2 separate regions of the Anser cygnoides genome follow, and region 1 is linked to region 2. A link is a contact called in public Hi-C data. All regions are on one chromosome and are shown on one strand. The core of a region is the stretch at or near the end of the contact, and the rest is flanking DNA. Distances in the headings are between cores, read along the strand shown. Region 1 holds the start of MID1IP1 (MID1 interacting protein 1). Region 2 overlaps LOC136786650 (a long non-coding RNA gene).

What was found. A called contact is a pair of places that touch in the nucleus more often than the background predicts.
Region 1: a contact with region 2 is called in a Hi-C map of liver, with 2.0 times the contacts expected there. The contact joins the promoter of MID1IP1 here to the enhancer-like site in region 2. A contact is called at or near these places in 2 of 7 Hi-C or Micro-C datasets (granulosa cells and liver).

Annotation. Positions count from the first base shown.
Region 1 is chr1:121,103,355-121,107,473 of Taihu_goose_T2T_genome, forward strand. It overlaps MID1IP1 (MID1 interacting protein 1), which reads right to left and starts at 1,732. Exons shown (of 2, transcript XM_048052841.2): 1 at 1,586-1,732; 2 at 240-1,424. The coding sequence starts at 1,326. The coding sequence ends at 829.
Region 2 is chr1:120,675,759-120,679,672 of Taihu_goose_T2T_genome, forward strand. It overlaps LOC136786650 (a long non-coding RNA gene), which reads right to left. Exons shown (of 2, transcript XR_010825871.1): 2 at 3,074-3,552. Among named protein-coding and RNA genes, the nearest start is that of BCOR, 7.0 kb to the right of the region's middle. Within about 2 kb of position 1,338, at least 3 of the 3 cell types and tissues checked have open chromatin away from gene starts, as enhancers often do. A contact at or near this core is called in liver, where this site is marked.

The DNA.
Region 1 (4,119 bases), core at 482-2,981, 430 kb after region 2:
CGCTCCCTGCTCGTACAGAACCTCTGCACGACTTGGTTGGGAATAGCTGACCAGCATTCGGGACGCGTACGGTGTGCTCAGTTCACTCATTTGCCAGTTTTAGGTCTGCCGAGTTACCATCGCTACCTAATCACCCCCTTTGGAAAAAGAAAAAACAAAAACCAACCAGCAAATCTCTTACACACGCACAGATTTCTGCGTCTATTAAGGCAGTGCCAGAAATAAGAACAACAGATGAATTTCAGATGTTAAAAATACCATTTAATTAATGAAACATAAATCATACCAAAAAGTTAAGTCACTTTTAGTCAATACATTTGCATTTATTTTAGAATATACTCTACATCTGAGTAAAAAAGTTTTAAATAGGCTTCAGTACATGTACAACCGTGGAACCCTTCATCCTCCCAGTGAACTGGGGTGTTTGCGAGTCCACCAGGTCCCGTCCTGGGTAAGACGAGCAATTTTAAGCCGGTCTCGTTATTTTCATCGGCTTGTCTTTAGCCTCAGACCGGCCAGCTACGCAAACCGCTCATACACCACGTACAAACTCACCCTCCCTGCCCGGAGAGGCACAGCGCGCCCCACACCATACAAAAAAAAAAAAAAAATTAATAAACTAGTATCGATTAATTTACACCTCTCTCTCTCTGTTTGTGCGTTGGTAAAAACGACTGCAGTCCCGGGAACACGCGGGGAGACCCCACCCCCGTTATGAAAGTAGTGCAAAACAAGGGGGGGGGCCCTGCGGAGGGAACCCCGCTCCCTCCGCCGCCCCCCGTCCCGTCCCGTCCCGTCCCCCCCGTCCCCCGCCCCGCGCTCCCACCCTCACTGCCCCCAGCTGCCGAAGCCGATCTCCTGCTTGTATCGGTTGGTGAGCACGTTGGCCTTGCGGGTGAGCTTGGAGAGCACCGTGTGCAGGCCGCTGAGGTGGTAGTGGAACTGCTGCTCCAGGTCCTCCTCCGCCTCGCCCTCCTCGGCCGGCCCGCCGCCCAGCTTGTCCTTCTTGCGGGCGGCCTCGTCGGCGGCCGGCGGCTGCTGCACCACGCCCCACTCGATGTCGTTGCGGATGGACTTGAGCAGCACGTAGTGGCTGTACATGTCCCGCCGGGAGAAGTAGGCGCCGGGGCTGCCGGTCGGCAGCGCGGCCTCCCGCTCCGGGCAGACGGCGCCCGCCGCGTCCAGCTCCTCCAGCAGCAGCGGCACGTCGCGCAGCAGGCTGGGCACCATCACCGTCTGGTCCATGTTGTTGACGGCGCCGATGAAGCGGTTCATGGCGTTGAACAGGGAGTACTTCTGGCTGTACGAGTCGCAGATCTGCATCATGACGGCGGGGCCGACCTCCTCCTCTTCCTCCTCCTCCTCGCTAGGCGCACCGGCTGCCCTCCGCCGTGCCTCGGCTCCTGCTTTCCCGTGGGGAAGCCCTGCGGGGAGGCGGGGGTTAGGGCTCGTGCTGCACCGAGGCTTTTCCACGCTCCCACCCCGCAGCCGCCTCCATCCTCCCCCCTCCGCCCGAAAAGCCAGGAAAAAGCCCCCAAAATAACACAACAACAACAAAAGGCACCCACGGGCCGCTGGCACCCACCGTGTCCCGCAGCCGCTCCCCGCCGCCGTCAGCCCGCCGCCGCCCGTGTCCCCGCTCCCATCCCCGGCGCCCTATTTATAAGCGCCTATCTCCCGACGAGGTGTTCCCCAGTGCCACCCCCCCGCGCCGCCGGGCCAGATAAAGGCGGCGGGCGGCGGCCCGCGGCTCGGCGGCGGCTCCGCCTCTCGCCCCACGCCGGGGGAGGGAGGCAGGGAGGGAGGCGGGGAGGGAGGGAGCGAGGCCGCGGCCGCGGGGACGGCGCCGCCTCAGGCGCCCGCCCGCCTCCGCCAGGGGGCCGCCGCTGACTGACGGGGCCACGCGGGCCCCGCGTGCAGCCCGCCTTCCCGCCGCCCGCCCATTGGCTGCCGGCCGCGCGGCGGGCGTGACGCGGCGGCCGCGCGCGCACGGCCCCGCGTGCACGGCCGGCCCGGCCCCGCGCGCGCGCGCGGCCCCCCGCGGCGCGGAGCCGCCTGGCAGCGGCCGCCGGCCGGCATCACCCCACGGCCTCACCTCCGCGCCCAGCCAATCGGCGGCCCGGCTCCGCGGGACCCCCAGCCAATCGGAGAGCGGGCGGGGGGGGGGGCGGCCAATCAGAAAGAGCAGCCCCCCCGCCGCGTCCCTAGTAACAGGAGGCCTCGCGGGAGCGGCCGCCGCGGGTCACGTGGGGGGAGCGCGTTGCCGTGGCGACGGGGCAGCCGCGGGGAGGGGCGGGGCCGGCGGGCGGCGCGCGGGGGAGCGGCTAACGGCCGGCGGGCAGCCGTTAGGGGGGTGCTGCCTCAGGAGCCCCTCAGGCGCAGTGCTGGCACGGGTCGGCCGGCTGTCGTTTTTTTTTTTTTATTATTATTACTTTTTATTTTTATTTTTAACTTCCTTATGTCCCGATCAGCTTTGATGTGCGGCGTTAAATCTCTCTCATTTAATTAAAAGGCTTCTTAATGTGCCTTGCGAGTCCGTGTGCTTGTTGTTAAACCCGCCAATAACATTATAATGTGTGTCGCTGATAGGGTCCCATGGCTCTCTGACTGAGCGAGCCCAAGAAACGTGTATCTCTAACCCCAGAGTCACGCCGGGGCCCAAAGCTTTGTATGCAAGTAGCACTTCCCTAACGTATTTCTTTATCTGTGTCTGTTACTGAGCCGCTTCTGGTATCGGCAAGTCAAGTCCTCCATAAATCAGCCCTCCGTAAGTCATAATTAGAAGCGCTGAGGCAGGTGGGTGCTGGAGAAGCAGGGCTGGTGGTGGCCGGCGGCAGCGCCCGGCCGCTTTCCGGAAGGGCTGGCAGTTGTGGCAGCACCGTGCGCAGGGCCTGCCGATGCCAAAACTCGCTCTTCGGCAGCGACCGGGCAACAAACCACCTTTGTCTGCGGTGGTCCCAGCGTGTGTGCTGGCGCGGGGCCGGTGCTGTTGTTTAACACTTCTCTCTCACCCTTTCCCTTTCTGAGTCCAGTCGTACCAAGCTCTGAACCAAGGAAACCCGTCACCTCTCATCCAGAAGGAACGTATGTAATTTATCATTTTAATTGATGTCTCTCCATGAGTTTTGTATTATCAGCACTTGTAGCTTAACATGCTAATGAACGGGGTAAGTAGAAACCTAATACGTTAAAGGAATGCAGACCAATTTGTCTGAGTCCCGCTGAGATCTGAGGCATAACTTTTGCAAAGATTTACTCGCGTTCCCCCCGTCGTTCACGTGGCTGCCTCTTCCTCCTGTTTCTGCAGCTCCGCTGTGAAAGGAACGATCCTCCAACAGCAATGGGCACCTCCGGGAAGGAGCACGACGGCTCAGGAAGAGGACGTTTGGAGAAGGCAGTGGCGGTCGTAAATCCCCTCTCTTCCCAGCAAGCACACGGCTCCGAGCGAGGCTGTGGCATGGCAGGGAGCAGCAGCGTTCCCCCTGCGAGGTGCAGAGCCACGGCAGGCTGCAGACAGAGCCTTGCTGCGAACAGGATCGTGGCATGGTGGGAGGCAGCCCGGCGTGGGGCTGCCGGGAAGGCCCTCGGAGCCGCACGGCTCTGCAGCTTGCGCTCGGCGGCCTGCCAAGCCCCGGCTTCCTCAGCAGCATTCCTGGAAATCATCCCAAGTTCAGCTTCAGGCTGCTAGCCGGGGGCCTGGAGTCCCTCGCAAGCAGCGCTCAGCTACCACTAGCGGGTCAAAGCAGCCTGAAATCCCCCAGACAGGAGCTGGGAAATGCTCCCGCGGCGCGGTGCGCGCTGCTCCCGTGCTGCATCCCTCCCCCCCACCTTTTGCCAGCCTCATCTGTCCCCACTGTAAGCCCGTCAGAGTAGGCACTGTGACGTGCGGTGCCCAGGACAATGGTGATCCCTTTCAAACGGCTCCTTAGCGCTGCCATAATAAGCCTGATAAATAAAACATGGCCTGCAGACGCAGATTTACTGGAGAGGGCTGAGGGGGCTGTAGCTCCCTCATTAGTATCTCCCGGTGCAGCAGGCGTGGTCCTCATTATGTGGCACGGTAGCAGTTGCCTAGTCATCCGCGATGCGGCTGCAGCCACTCCAAGGATGCACCAGGGA
Region 2 (3,914 bases), core at 88-2,587:
CCCGGCTGCCGGCTCCTTTTTCCGCCTCCCCGAAGGCGGAGGGGAGCCGGGACGCCCCCCCCCTTCCCCCCTTCCCCCCCCCCGGGGCTGGGGACGGGTGGATGCCTCCTGTTTTGTGGGGTGCCCCCCGCTCCCCCCCACCCCGGCTCCGCGGGGCCGGGTTATCTGGGGTCATGCGGAGCTGCCGGCTGCTGTAACAGGCTCAGCCGGAGCCCCGGTGCTGCAGGGAGCCGGGGGAAGAAAGCACCGCTCGCAGTTCTCCATCCATCCATCCATCCAGACACTTCAAAAGTAAATAAAACAGGGCAGGGAAGGGCCTCCAGGGAGGGGAAGAGAAGAGGCCTCTGACAGGCGATTGTCTAGGGCGGAGCCGGGGCTATTTCCAGTCCAGGAATAACAACACTTGGGCTGCGGTGGCTCCGACCCGCGTGTCCAGGAAAGACCGGATCGGGGTGTTTGTTTTGGTTTTAATTATTATTTTGACGGCGGCCTGGCTCAGCGCAGGCGAACAATGACCCCGGGCGGGCCAGGAGGGGCACCGGGGGGGCGGGGGGGGCGCAGCGCCGCCCCAGCCGGAGGCGAAAGGGCCCGGCCGGGGGGGGGTGGATGCGGGGCCAGCTGGGGTGCCCCCCCGTCGGAGGTCGGAGCCAAGGGGAGAGGGGCCGAAGGGAGCCCCCCGGGGCCGGGGGCGACGGGCCGTGCCGTGCCGTGCCAGGCCGAGCCGTGCCGGGGCGGGGAGGAAGCCGGCCCGGGCCCCCCCCCCCCCCCACGTCGTGCTGGTGGGCGGGAGGGGGGTGAGGCCGCCGCGCTTATCTGGGTCACTGGGGTTAGGAGGAGCAGCTGATAGGAGCGGAGGAGCTGAGCTCCCGCTGCTGCAGAGATAGAGCCGCGATACGGGCCGGGCAGGCACCGAGCTGGAGGAAGGGAGGGAGGGAGGGAGGGAGGGAGGCAGGGAGGGAAGGAGGGAGGGAGGAGGAGGAGGCGGCGGCTCGTTCCGGCTCCCGAGCCGAGCCCAGGTGCGCTGTGGTTTCCCTGCGCTCAGCGCTGCTCGGCAGCCCCCCTCCCTCCCCTCGCCTCCCATCCCCCGTCCCCCTCCGACGTTTAACCCTTTCCCACCTCCGCGGGGCTGCAGGCTGAGGCGTGTGCCGGCCCGGCCGCGTCCCCTGCGCTTCCCCGCTCCCTCCGTGGCGGAGACCGAGCGCGGCAAGGGGAAAAAAAAAAAAAAAAAAGAAAATAAAAAAAAAAAAGGGGGAAGGGGGGGTGGAAGGCTGGCCTTGCGGTGCCGAGCACCGCCCTCGGGCAGCTCCCGGGCCCCGGCTTTGTACACACACACACACACGCACGCACACCCAGCTGCGCTGAGCCGAGCCAGCCCCGGGGCCAGCCCCCGCCTGCTGCTGCTGCGAGCGCGGCCGCTCTCGGTCGCAGCCCGCAGGCACCGGCGGCGTTTGCTGCTGCTGCTGCTGCTGCTGCAGCCGCCGCCTTCCTCCTCCTCCTCCTCCTCCCCTTTTCCTTCCTGCCCGGGCCGGGCTCTGCCCCGGAGCTCCCCCGGCTCGGCGGCGAGTCCCCGGGAGCGGCTGGGAAGGGGAAGGGCTCTCGGAGCGCCCCCATCGCGCGCCGAGCCCTTTAATCAATTTCACCCGATTAATTATTAATTTTACGCCAGTCAAGCTGGCCCCGGAGGAGCGGGGAGGGGGAAGGGAGGCTGACGGCAGGCGGAGGCGGCGGCGGGGCCGGCTGCCAGGCTCCCCGCTCGGCCCCGGCCGCGCAACTTCGGGCTCCGCCGGCTGGGGCTCGCCGAGAGCCGGGGGGGGGGGCGGCTGCGAGCCCCATTCCGGTGGCTGGCGCGGCCCCCCCGCCCGCTCTCGCTCTCCCCTTTCCGCTCCCTCCCTTCCCCTTCCCTCCCCGCCCGCCCCCCGTGTAGACACAGCCATACAAGGGCCCATCGCATCGGAGCGATGATGGATCGTGCCTGGCGGGGGTGATTTGGTGTTGATCGCATATTATCACGGGCAGGTTGGACTGGTTGCTGATGGACGGCTTTCTAGCAAGCCGCTCCTTCCGACGCTCGGGGAAGCAGCTCGATCGAAAAAGCAGCTTGCCTTTAACTCCTTCTCGCACCGGCACGCGGAGGGCAGAGCCCAGCATCTCTCCCAGCGGCACTTTTTTTCCTCCTCCTCCCGCTCCGTTTTCGCCTCGGCGGGGCCGGGGGCCGGCTCCCCGGAGCGCCCCTTCCTCGGCCCGGCCGCCCGCGGGGGTCGCACCGAGCTCGGGGGCCGGTGCCCGGCGCCCACCCGGGGCAGCCCCGACCCGGGGCAGGCTCCGCGCTCCCCGTCGCCGTCTCCCCCGCTTTATGTAAGCGCCCGCACATACAAAGGCGGTTTCGTAACGCCTCCCGTCTGCGAGAGCCGGGGACCTCGGCTAACCTTTGGAAAAACCGATGGCGGGTGCCTGCTACGGCAGCCCGCACGGGGCGATCGTCTTTCTTGGCCTTTTTTAATCTATTTTTTATTTATTTGTTTATTTATTTTTGTGCGCAGGGCTAGGGAAGAGACCGTGCTGCCTCCGTATGCCGCTCCTGCAGCTCGCTCGCTGCCGGTTTACTCCTTCCCGAAGCCCCAGCGCAGGTCCCTCGGCCCGGGGATTGTTTTCTGTTTGGAAACCGGAGAAGGGGGGAGGCTATCGGCAGGGAGGCAATAGCTCGCTCTCTCTGGAGAGCTGCTCTCCAACAGGCAGCGCCTTGAAATCTATTTAAAGAGAGGGAAAGGCGGAGTGGGGGGGGGCTGTGGGGGGGGAGAACAAAGGGGGAGGAGGAGGGGGCCGAACCAGAGCCAGCGAGAGAGGGAGAAAGCGATGGATCAGCCGGTTTGCAGGGTACATCAAGCTATCACATCTGTATATGCTCCGATCGATGAAAAGGATGGATAATATTTGTCAGCTGCAGACCTTTTTCTTCTCACTTCCCAGGGAAAGGACTGGGGAGGGAGGGGGGGGGGGAGGAAGAGAGGTAATGGGGAGCTTCAAGGCCAGAGGCACTTCCTGATGCAGCCAAATAGAAAAGAAAGGCTGGGGGTTACTATTGTTATTAATTATTTTTATTATTCTACAGCAGCCAAAGGGACAATCAGGGGACCGTGCAGCCCTCTCGCCTCGCTTCTTCCCTGCTCCCGCTCCTTTCTTCTCCCCCCACCTTTTTTTTTTTTGTTGTTGTTGAAACTCAGCTGCTTCCTTCCACTGCTCCGAAGATTTAACCCTTTGCCCGCAGAGGCTTGAGGTGGGCAAACACAAAAGCGAATCGCAAAAGCCTTGGACTTATAAAAAAAACATGTGCCCAGCGAGAAAGTCGGTAAAACGCACCGTTACAGACGCAGCGACGTGGTTTGGCTTTAGGGGAGAGGAAAAAAGGCGAGAGAGATGTAGCCTCTCTCTCCGCCGCCCCCCGGCTCTGCCAGCCCCTCGCCTGGTGCCTGCAGTTGCACTCTGAGTAAATAGTTCCCACACATGGTCCACATTTTGCACAGCAGCAGCGTGTTTCCTCTCGGTCTCTCGTTGCTGCTCTCCGAGCGAAGAAAAAAAAAAAAAAGAGAGAGAGGTTTAGAGGAAGTTAAAAATCAGGCGAGCTGAGAAAAGACTCTGTGTTACACACATCCTGCATGAAAGCGAAAGCCCAGCATTTCGGCCCTGTGAGCGCCAAGCTCTCACCTCCTCAGTAATGTCACTAACATACACGTTGGACGTATCAAAGTAATTGCCTGCACCCGGCCAGACGGGCTCTGGGCCGCTCGCAGCAGCAGGCTGGCTGCGGAGGAGGCCGGCAGCGTCGCTGCTCGCCGCCTGCTCGCTCCTGGGCTGCAGCCACCTGGGGAGCGGGGCTCTCCCCATCGCCACCGGGTGCCCCTGGGGAGCTGGGGGCC